2 separate regions of the Oryzias latipes genome follow, and region 2 is linked to region 1. The links are chromatin contacts, called in public Hi-C maps. All regions are on one chromosome and are shown on one strand. The core of a region is the stretch at or near the end of the contact, and the rest is flanking DNA. Distances in the headings are between cores, read along the strand shown. Region 1 overlaps ppfia2 (liprin-alpha-2). Region 2 has its middle 3.5 kb from the start of LOC110017604.

What was found. Hi-C and Micro-C count contacts between places; a contact is called where the count stands out from the background.
Region 2: a contact with region 1 is called in a Hi-C map of embryo, with 2.3 times the contacts expected there. The contact joins two enhancer-like sites. A contact is called at or near these places in 2 of 5 Hi-C or Micro-C datasets (both in embryo).

Annotation. Positions count from the first base shown.
Region 1 is chr23:19,077,826-19,082,087 of ASM223467v1, reverse strand. ppfia2 (liprin-alpha-2) reads right to left here. Exons shown (of 30, transcript XM_023952407.1): 27 at 3,892-3,960; 28 at 3,389-3,545; 29 at 1,683-1,771. The coding sequence ends at 1,716. Among protein-coding and RNA genes, the nearest start is that of lin7a, 54 kb to the left of the region's middle. Within about 2 kb of position 1,792, at least 1 of the 8 cell types and tissues checked has an H3K27ac peak or open chromatin away from gene starts, as enhancers often do. A contact at or near this core is called in embryo, where this site is marked.
Region 2 is chr23:19,216,085-19,220,346 of ASM223467v1, reverse strand. No RefSeq gene overlaps it. Among protein-coding and RNA genes, the nearest start is that of LOC110017604, 3.5 kb to the right of the region's middle. Within about 2 kb of position 1,881, at least 3 of the 8 cell types and tissues checked have an H3K27ac peak or open chromatin away from gene starts, as enhancers often do. A contact at or near this core is called in embryo, where this site is marked.

The sequences.
Region 1 (4,262 bases), core at 543-3,042:
GATGCAGCTTCAACTCAAGTCTTTGTGTGGATCAAAATCATATTTACCATTTTGAACACTAGATGTCAGTGTTGGATAGTGTACCTTTCTCCACAGTTCATGTAAACATTTGATTTCTGTAAATGAATTCATATTTTACTCGCATTTTGTAAAGTAAATATGTAAATAAAATTGATAAAGACGTATTGATAAAAAGTGCCCACTTTCTGTTGCTCTGACCAATTGCAGAGCTTGTTTTCCGTTTTGAGAAGAATATTGAATATTGAATTCAAATAACTAATCAATCTTACATGTTGGAGTTCCTCTCAGAGGTCTCTCCTAACATCAGCTGGTATTTGAAGACGATTATTAATAAATGTAAACCAGATACAAACCTTTTATTTTTCTTGTCATAAAACAACTTTTAGGTCAATGAAATTTTTTTTAAACCCCTTGAGATTTTGTGTGGTAGCTAACAAACTTAGGATAACAAATATTTAAGAAAATCAAAACCTCGTCAAGGTCATAATCAGAGGAATCAGCGTCCATTTGAGCCTCGTTTTTCCCCGTCCATCGTTTTAAAGCTGGAATTCATGGTGGAAGTTTTTGCTAACAGACTCGTGAGAGTTTAATGCATTTATATTGAAATCCTTATTTCTTCCTCAGTGCATGAATGGTAGGTTCATTCATAATTTTAACACTAAAGAAGAAATCAGATTAAATTAGTTTGTTGCCACATAGAAAAGGTTTACATTGTGATAAATCCTATGTCAAACTAATATTTTACCATGACAATGTAAAGCCTTTTTCTCCACAAGAATCATGTGATTTATCATAAAGTATGTAAATGCCAAAATAAAAGAATGTGAAAATAAATATATTTTACTGTATGAGTTGTCTGACTGAAAAACTATTAATAATTCATTATGTTAATTCTGAATGACGAAACCGCAGATGCACTGCAGACGAACGGCAAACACAAAGCAGATGCACCAATGGAAATCAGACTTTAGAGAAGACACACAGCACAGTCATTAACGGGAAAACTAATTTCTTTTGGGTTATGACAAATGTATGTACCTTTTGCTTTTGTGGATTTGTTTTCTTTTGTTACGCAAAAGAAATGAAAAAAGAAATCTGTGTTGTAACTATATCAACTTGAAGAAACCAGTTAACCTTAACAAACATAACACTTAAAAAAAAAAAGGCTGATCGGTCAGTTTCATGACATTTTAAGTGTGGTTCCAGGACCGGAGATTATTTTTGTGGAACAGATTTAATGTTAACAGGAAGTAGACTGTTTTTATTTAAGTAAACTATCAAAATAATTCACATAAAACAATTTTTTCATTTCTTGTATTGCTTATTTAGGGAAAACTTTCTTTTTTACATTTTTGTGAGTAACTAACAGTATAGTTTCTTTACGATGTATCAGACACACTAATCTGTTTTGTTTAGAAGCAAGCGAGACATTGAACCTTCCATGAGCAGATTCTACAGGACCCGACTGGTGCTTTTGGACAGATATGAATCAGAGGAAGTCAGGAGGAAGCTGCAGCGTGCAGCCGGCCCTGCTGGCTCCCATCGGCTCATCTCGCTTCAAGCTGTCCTCATTCGGCACTCCTTCATCCAAAATCTATTTTTATTGTCCCTCAGTACAGCTTTGCATTGGACACAGCGACAGTCTGAGTTGTGTTACATACAGCGTACAGTTTAAGGTCCCCCTCTTCCTCCTCTCAGCAGGAGTAGGTTCTCACCGTGGTGTCCAGCCGCTGCACCGCACAAGGTCCAACTGCAGGGGGAGACGGAGACATGATCACTATTGACACAGAACCAGAAGTTCCAGTTTGAAGGGGAGCACTTTTACTCCACACAACGACGTCACCGTGAGAGGACAAAACCATGGATCAAAGGAAGTGCTGTTTAGTCGACTGTGAGGGTTTCAGACTGGAGAGATTAGCCATGAAGGATCACGGGGGAGCTGTTTTAGTGTCTTTGAGAGGTTAGTTAAAAAAAAAAAGTAAAAGTGCTTTTGTTCATGTCAGATGGAACAGTGCTGGCCTATGATCACTCATAACCCGATTATCACATGATGCTGAACCTGCAATTTTCCAAAGTTGAAACAAGTGGGAAAAGATTGAAAAATAATAGAAACTTTGTCTCATGAAATGGGAACTTCTCATACATGTGAGCAGGAATAAAACCCTCCGTTCATAACAAGTGATTCAGTTTAGCCTCAGCAGTTGATTCAGTGAGATAAAAATAAAAGCCTTTTCAGCCAGTTCTTTCCTGTAACTGAAGTGAAACAACAAAATATCTTTTTTTTGTTTTGTTATGAAAACATCAATATGTATTTAAGTCAATTTACCGTTCTGCCATCTAATGTCTTTTTTTAAAATTAGTCAATTATTTTGTTATGTACCAAAAGTACACTGATTTACAGATGTTTTGCACCATGGAGGAACAAGATTAGCAATGGAAGGAAAAAGTATCAAGAGCAACATAAAAAAGTAGCAAACTGGTAGCAGTGAATGCAGTTCAGTGTTTTTTTTGTGGTAAATTTCATTCCTGGCAGTAGTTTTTGCACTTGACGTTTGTCTTTTTCGTGGCAGCAGTGGATGCAGTTGATTTTTCTTATTTCCAGAGGGCATTTACATGAATTTAAACCTGGCAACAGTGGATACAGTTCTCTGTCAGTGTTCATTTCCAAAGAGTATTTATACCTGGCAGTAACAGATGTAGTTGATTTTTGTTTTGGCATTCAATCCTGGCAGTAGTTTTTGGAGTTGACTTTTTTCTTTTATAGGGCATTATTTCCTGGGAGCTGTGGATGCAATTTCATTTTACAGGATACATTGTTTATTTTGTTAAATGACTCTTAAAAAAGACTTCATTGATCAGTTAAAACAAAACAAAGTATTGTTAGGTGCAGCCCTAACCTGATACTCCGTTAAAGGATCGGATCACGCTTCGTTATCACTTTGGTTGATAAGAAAACCTTTTTTTTGCAGCTCTCCAAAACAACCTTTATGGAGGTTCAGGTCTAGATGCTGAAGGGTTTGAAAAACCACAGAAGGGGGGTACATAGCAGGAGAGTTGGCAACAGATCATGTGATGAGGAGGGAGACTATGTTCAGTGCACACTGGGCCACCAAGCCCAGGAACCTTCAGAGAAGTATAGCTGACCTTGAAACCAGTCCAAATACATGTCATCAGGACTGTCGTCCAGCACCTCATAGAGGACTGCAGAGCAGCCGCCGGAGGGAACAAGAGACACAGTCAGAGCTCTCACAGACAGCAGAGCTTCCCGCTCTCAGCCGGACAGCTCCGACACAGACGTAAACGTCAGCGCCGGCTTTTCTCTGCACTTGAAAGCGAAATAAAAGCTGCGTGTGATACAGGCTCTCACCCTCAGGGGGCAGTCTTCGGGAGTGGCCAGACGTCGTCGTGAGGCGGAAACCTGCGGGGAGCGTTTCTGCCGACCCAGGCATCATGCTGATGCCGTGGATGTCCCGGGGTGGGAACTGCCTTCGCCATGACGGGCCCCGGAAGTCTTTGTCATCGCACTGACAATCCCAGAAAGACAAAAGTCTTTATTCAACAGTGCAAAAAACATGTTTGGACAAGCCTCAATCTTAATCTGGGATTGGGAAAGTGCTGGATTCACAAACAGGAGGTTACTCCTCAGTTCAGCCCTTTGTTCATATTCTGACCAATTCATGCTTCAGTTGTTACAACCTCCTTCAGTTATTCATTCAAATTCAGACAAAACTGTGGAATTTAGTAGCAGCATTGAAGTAAACTGTCTATTTGTATCCATGAAATGAGCATGAATGTGTTTGTCTCTGTTTTTGTTGGAATTTTTTTTTTTTTGTTGAAAAAAAAAAAAAAACCAACAGAGAGCTTTGTTACCTCATCCAGCCTCCTGTCGGTGCCCAACGCCAGCAGGTTATTGTACTCTCGCTCGAGGATTTGACGTGCCTGACGGGACGGGGAAAAAAAAAAGCTGTTTTATGTGACATAATGGCTGACACGATTTTTGTGATCACTTCCAACAGATTATAGGTAGGACAGAGCATCAGGGCCACCATTAAATAAATAAATACATAGATGAGAATGAAGTCCGTAAATTATAAGAAAGAGAAAAAAGTCAGATTTTAATATGAAAAATAATTACATTTTCACGAAAAAAAGGCGAAATTTCAGGAGAAGAATGAGTCTTACTTTCATGATAGACGCTTTTTCCTAAACATCAGCTAGTTGGTTGTGTAAGCCTGGCTAAA
Region 2 (4,262 bases), core at 632-3,131, 140 kb before region 1:
GTGATCTCAAACGTGTTTCAAAATTGCTAATTTAGGGAAATTGAGTCATGTTTACTGATTGGAGAAAATCCTCATTGTTTTTTTCTCTTCCTTTAAGGATCATTAAATTACAGATAAGCCCACTTCCTGATTCAACAGACTCCCTCTGTCTGACATGGAGACACACTCAAGGCTTTTGGGGGCTTTTTAATGAGGAGATCGTTTAGAAATACACCGGCCAGCTTTGGAAAAGCCTTCTCCTTGGCTCTCTCTTTGAGATAAACAGGAACCTTCAGTCATCACATCAGAAAGTTTATACTGAAGGCAAAAATGTGTCTGGAAAGCCAAGTCCTTTTCAGAACCATCATTGTGTCATATTCACAGCTTTACAAAGGTAAAAATATATACAACGGTTTAGATTTTTAAAAAAACGTACATGTGAGAAATGCAGTGTAGTCAAAGATGGTGGTGGTATTATGGTTTGGGCTTTTGAAGTTCTAAATGAAGACTTTTGCTTTGTTTGTGAACCAAATGCAAAAAAACTTTGAAGTGAAAACCAAAGATCCTAAACACAAACATAACATCTAATGGGGAGAATCGAACCAAACAAACAATATATACTGTATATATTGTTTGTTTGTTTCGATATACTGAATACTGAATACATAGATATAGCAAAACTAGGATAGTTAGCCAAGAATTTATTAGTCAAGAATTGAATAGAAAATGAAATAATTGAAAAGCAAAAAAGAGAGAAGGACATAGACACATATATACATGTATATGTACACACACACATGCATATATGTGACTAACAGTACATGATCCATTGTACATGTATGATCCATGTATACATATATATATATATATATATATATATATATATATATATATATATATATATATATATATATATATATATATATATATATATATATATATATATATATATATATATATATCCACACACATGTAAGTCTAGCATCCAGTAATCAAGATACATCATGCCTGGAAATACATCAGTGTGTCAAAGATGTATATATACATATATATATATTTTTCCGTTGCAAAGGTAACACTTTGGTCACCTTCAAATCAAATCTCGTCTGAGGCAAAGAACACTTTTTGAACTTTTTAGGAAAACTAGGTAGTTTTAGTTTTGCCCGCTTTGCACAAATTGGTCCAATAAAGTTTGTGCTGACTCTCAAAGCTTTTATCCATCATTAGCTAAGCTCTGCAGATGGTTAGCAGCATGTGCAGCCAACGTGTGTGTTTTAGCAAACACACGAACGCAGCGTTAGACGTGACAGCTTTGAACCTTCTCTGGGATTTAGTGAAAGACACAAAGCAGATCAGACTTTTCAGATGAAGTCAGTGGGATCATTAAAAGACTAGGACCCGTCTGTACTTCATCCATGTTTTGTTCTTGTTTACCCCCCTGTTCCAGCTTCATACGTTTGAAGCTCTTAAAGGCCACAGCTGACAGTCTAGAAGTCAGGTCTCTTTTTGTTTATTCTGCAAGCCCTCACTCTACTTAACTCCCTCCCCCAGCCTGGTTCCTAAAGTACCCCTCCTGTACCATCGAGGATTGAGAGAGAATATGGAGCTGATGATGGATTCATCTCGTCTGTTTAACAAAGAAACCTTCCTGGCTCTCCTCTCAGCCTGTTTTTGGTCGCCTCGCCGCTCTGTTAGTCACAGTCTGTGCAGCCAGCATTGACTCATTCTCAACACATTCAACCCAGACGTGAACTACAGCAGAATTGGTCCCAGTGGGCTCCTGTGGACGAAACCGTTGTCTCCCATTAAAATGTGCCCATACAGCCTCGCCTCATAATGCCTCCTCCTCCGTGTTTGTGCAGTAGGCCGAGGAGCTGCGGTTCCTCAATGCGGTGAGCCGGGTCATGCAGGGGTTTCCCCCCAGAGATCTGGGCTGTTGTGCCCGAGCAAAATCACGGGGTCATAGGCTACCTCACAGCCTCCAACCTTTACCCCGCCCTCCGACAACCTGCGATGATCCCCCTCCTCAGGGGTCAACGTGGATCTATTTTTATGAAAACACACAGGAACGCCATCCTCTTGTGCTCCAGCAGGGAGGAGATTGTTGGAGGTGAGCTTCCAGACAGCTTTGAAGTATGAAGGTTATCTTTCTTTTTTGTCACTTGTGTTTTGCTTTCTCTTAACGTCATGATTAAAGCGGTGTAGATTTGCACTGTAAGGTCATCAGAGAGCATGGAGGCAAGTCTTATCTTTAGGGAAGAAACGGTTTGTTTTGTCTCACTTTTAAAGAAGAAATAGGATCTGTTTTTGTTGGAAAAAGTGATCAAAAATGCACCAAATCTTCTTTTTGAAACACAAATGGAATCTTTTGATCATAGCAGCGCTTCTCTTTTTGGTTTTTGCCGCTGAGTTTTTCTGTATTACAAGTTTTTCCAACATACTTTTATATAGACAGTGCAGCAGAAGCTGTTCAGACGCACAAAGCCTTTGATTTGGTTTACTTTCAGGATCCAAGCCAGCTGGAAAAAGTGTGTCTTCAAACAAATTGAGTGGAACCAAAAGAAAAAGCTCTGAGATAGCAAGCAGCTAAACTTGCAAACGGTCAGACAAATAAAATAAACTAGCACAAAAAGTCAGGACATTGGTGTTTGGTTGATTAGCTTTAAAATGTGAAAAATAGTTCACACCAAAAAACGAAAATGCTTCTAAGATGGAAAATATTATGGATTTTTCTTTAATATGGAACCATATTGGTAAGGAAGACGCATTTATAGGAAAAGTACTAGAATATCGGAAAAGTTTGTCAAACATGGCGACCGACCAGTATTTATTGGTCGCTCTGACACAAACAATTCAAGGTGGTACCACAACCACCAGAACCAGAACCAGCAGACTAAAAGACAGTTTCGTCCATCAGGCGATATGGACACTCAGCTCCCTCCCTGCCCTCCCCCCTCTGGCCCCTCCACTCCGTCCTACAAGCCCACACTGAAAACTTTCACAACAGTTCAGATCACCACTTTCACCAAAGACTGCCATCACCACCTCATCCACTTACTGTTCTCAGCACTGTTGTCACTTTAAACTGCCACTTTAACCATCTCATTGCTCTCTGCACTGTTTAGACTACTGTTATTCTTCTTATTATTGCTGTCTTTTTATCTATTGTTTAAGTCGTTTATTTATTTATTTTTTATATGCTGCTTGCACTGTGGGGTGAGAGGAAAGCAATTTCATCTGTGCTGTATGTCTTTATGGATGCAGTACATTTGACAATAAAGCCGACTTTGACTTTGACAACTGGGAAGTGGGATTGAGGCCAAGATTGCTGGCAAGTTGTTTTACCCCCAACCACTCTCAGATTCCAGATCTAGTCAGCTCTGTAGCGTTTTCACCTTTGAGGATTGAGTTCAGTCCCAGAATGTTGAAGCATCGCACTATTATTGGCCACTACTCGCAAAAGCACATTTATCCAAACTCAGTACGTGTTCTATAATTTCCATTTCCTGTAATTAAAGGAAGAAAAAAAACATTTTCGAAAACAAAAGGCTTCTCCAGAAATCAAAATGAATGCTAGAAGAATGAAACACAAAGAGAAACTGGAAAAGGTAGTTACTATGGGACATCACTGACTGGATGATAATGTTTGTCCATTATTTTAGTTATTTGACATGAAGCCATACTGGACATCATCATCCACTCAGCAATGTCCCATAGTACCTACCTTTTCCAGTTTCTCATTGTATTTAGTTTTCTAACATTTCATTTTTTATTCTGTAGAATACTTCTTTTCTGGATTTTTTTGGCTTCTGAAATTCTGTTTTCTAAAATGTAGAGTTTTTTTTTTAAACATTTGTTTTGCTTTTTTAATTGTCGTGATCTGTAAAATGTTTGTGGTTCGAGTGATTTGTTGATGTGTTTTGCACTTCAGGGCCACCGTCGTTTTTAGCCAAAATCACAAAGCCCGAGTAGCTTTTTAAGACATGCTTTCTGCAGAGCAGCAGGAGCTCATTAGAAATTCACCTCTGAGTTGTGGGCGGGACTGTTGGCGTTGAAGTAACCCCACGCTGATATCCCGCCATTCCTTTGTTTACTCCCTCTCCTGCTAACTTACAGCCCCTCACAACCACAAGGTAACATTAACTTAGCAAAGAAATTGGACGCAAAATCAGAGCTATCCAGCCGTACAATCTTTACAATCTAAGGTTAATGGATCCATTCGTCTGCAAGTGGATGCATCAGAATTGGAACGGAGTAGTGGGGGCTTTGGCCAAGAGCTTTTT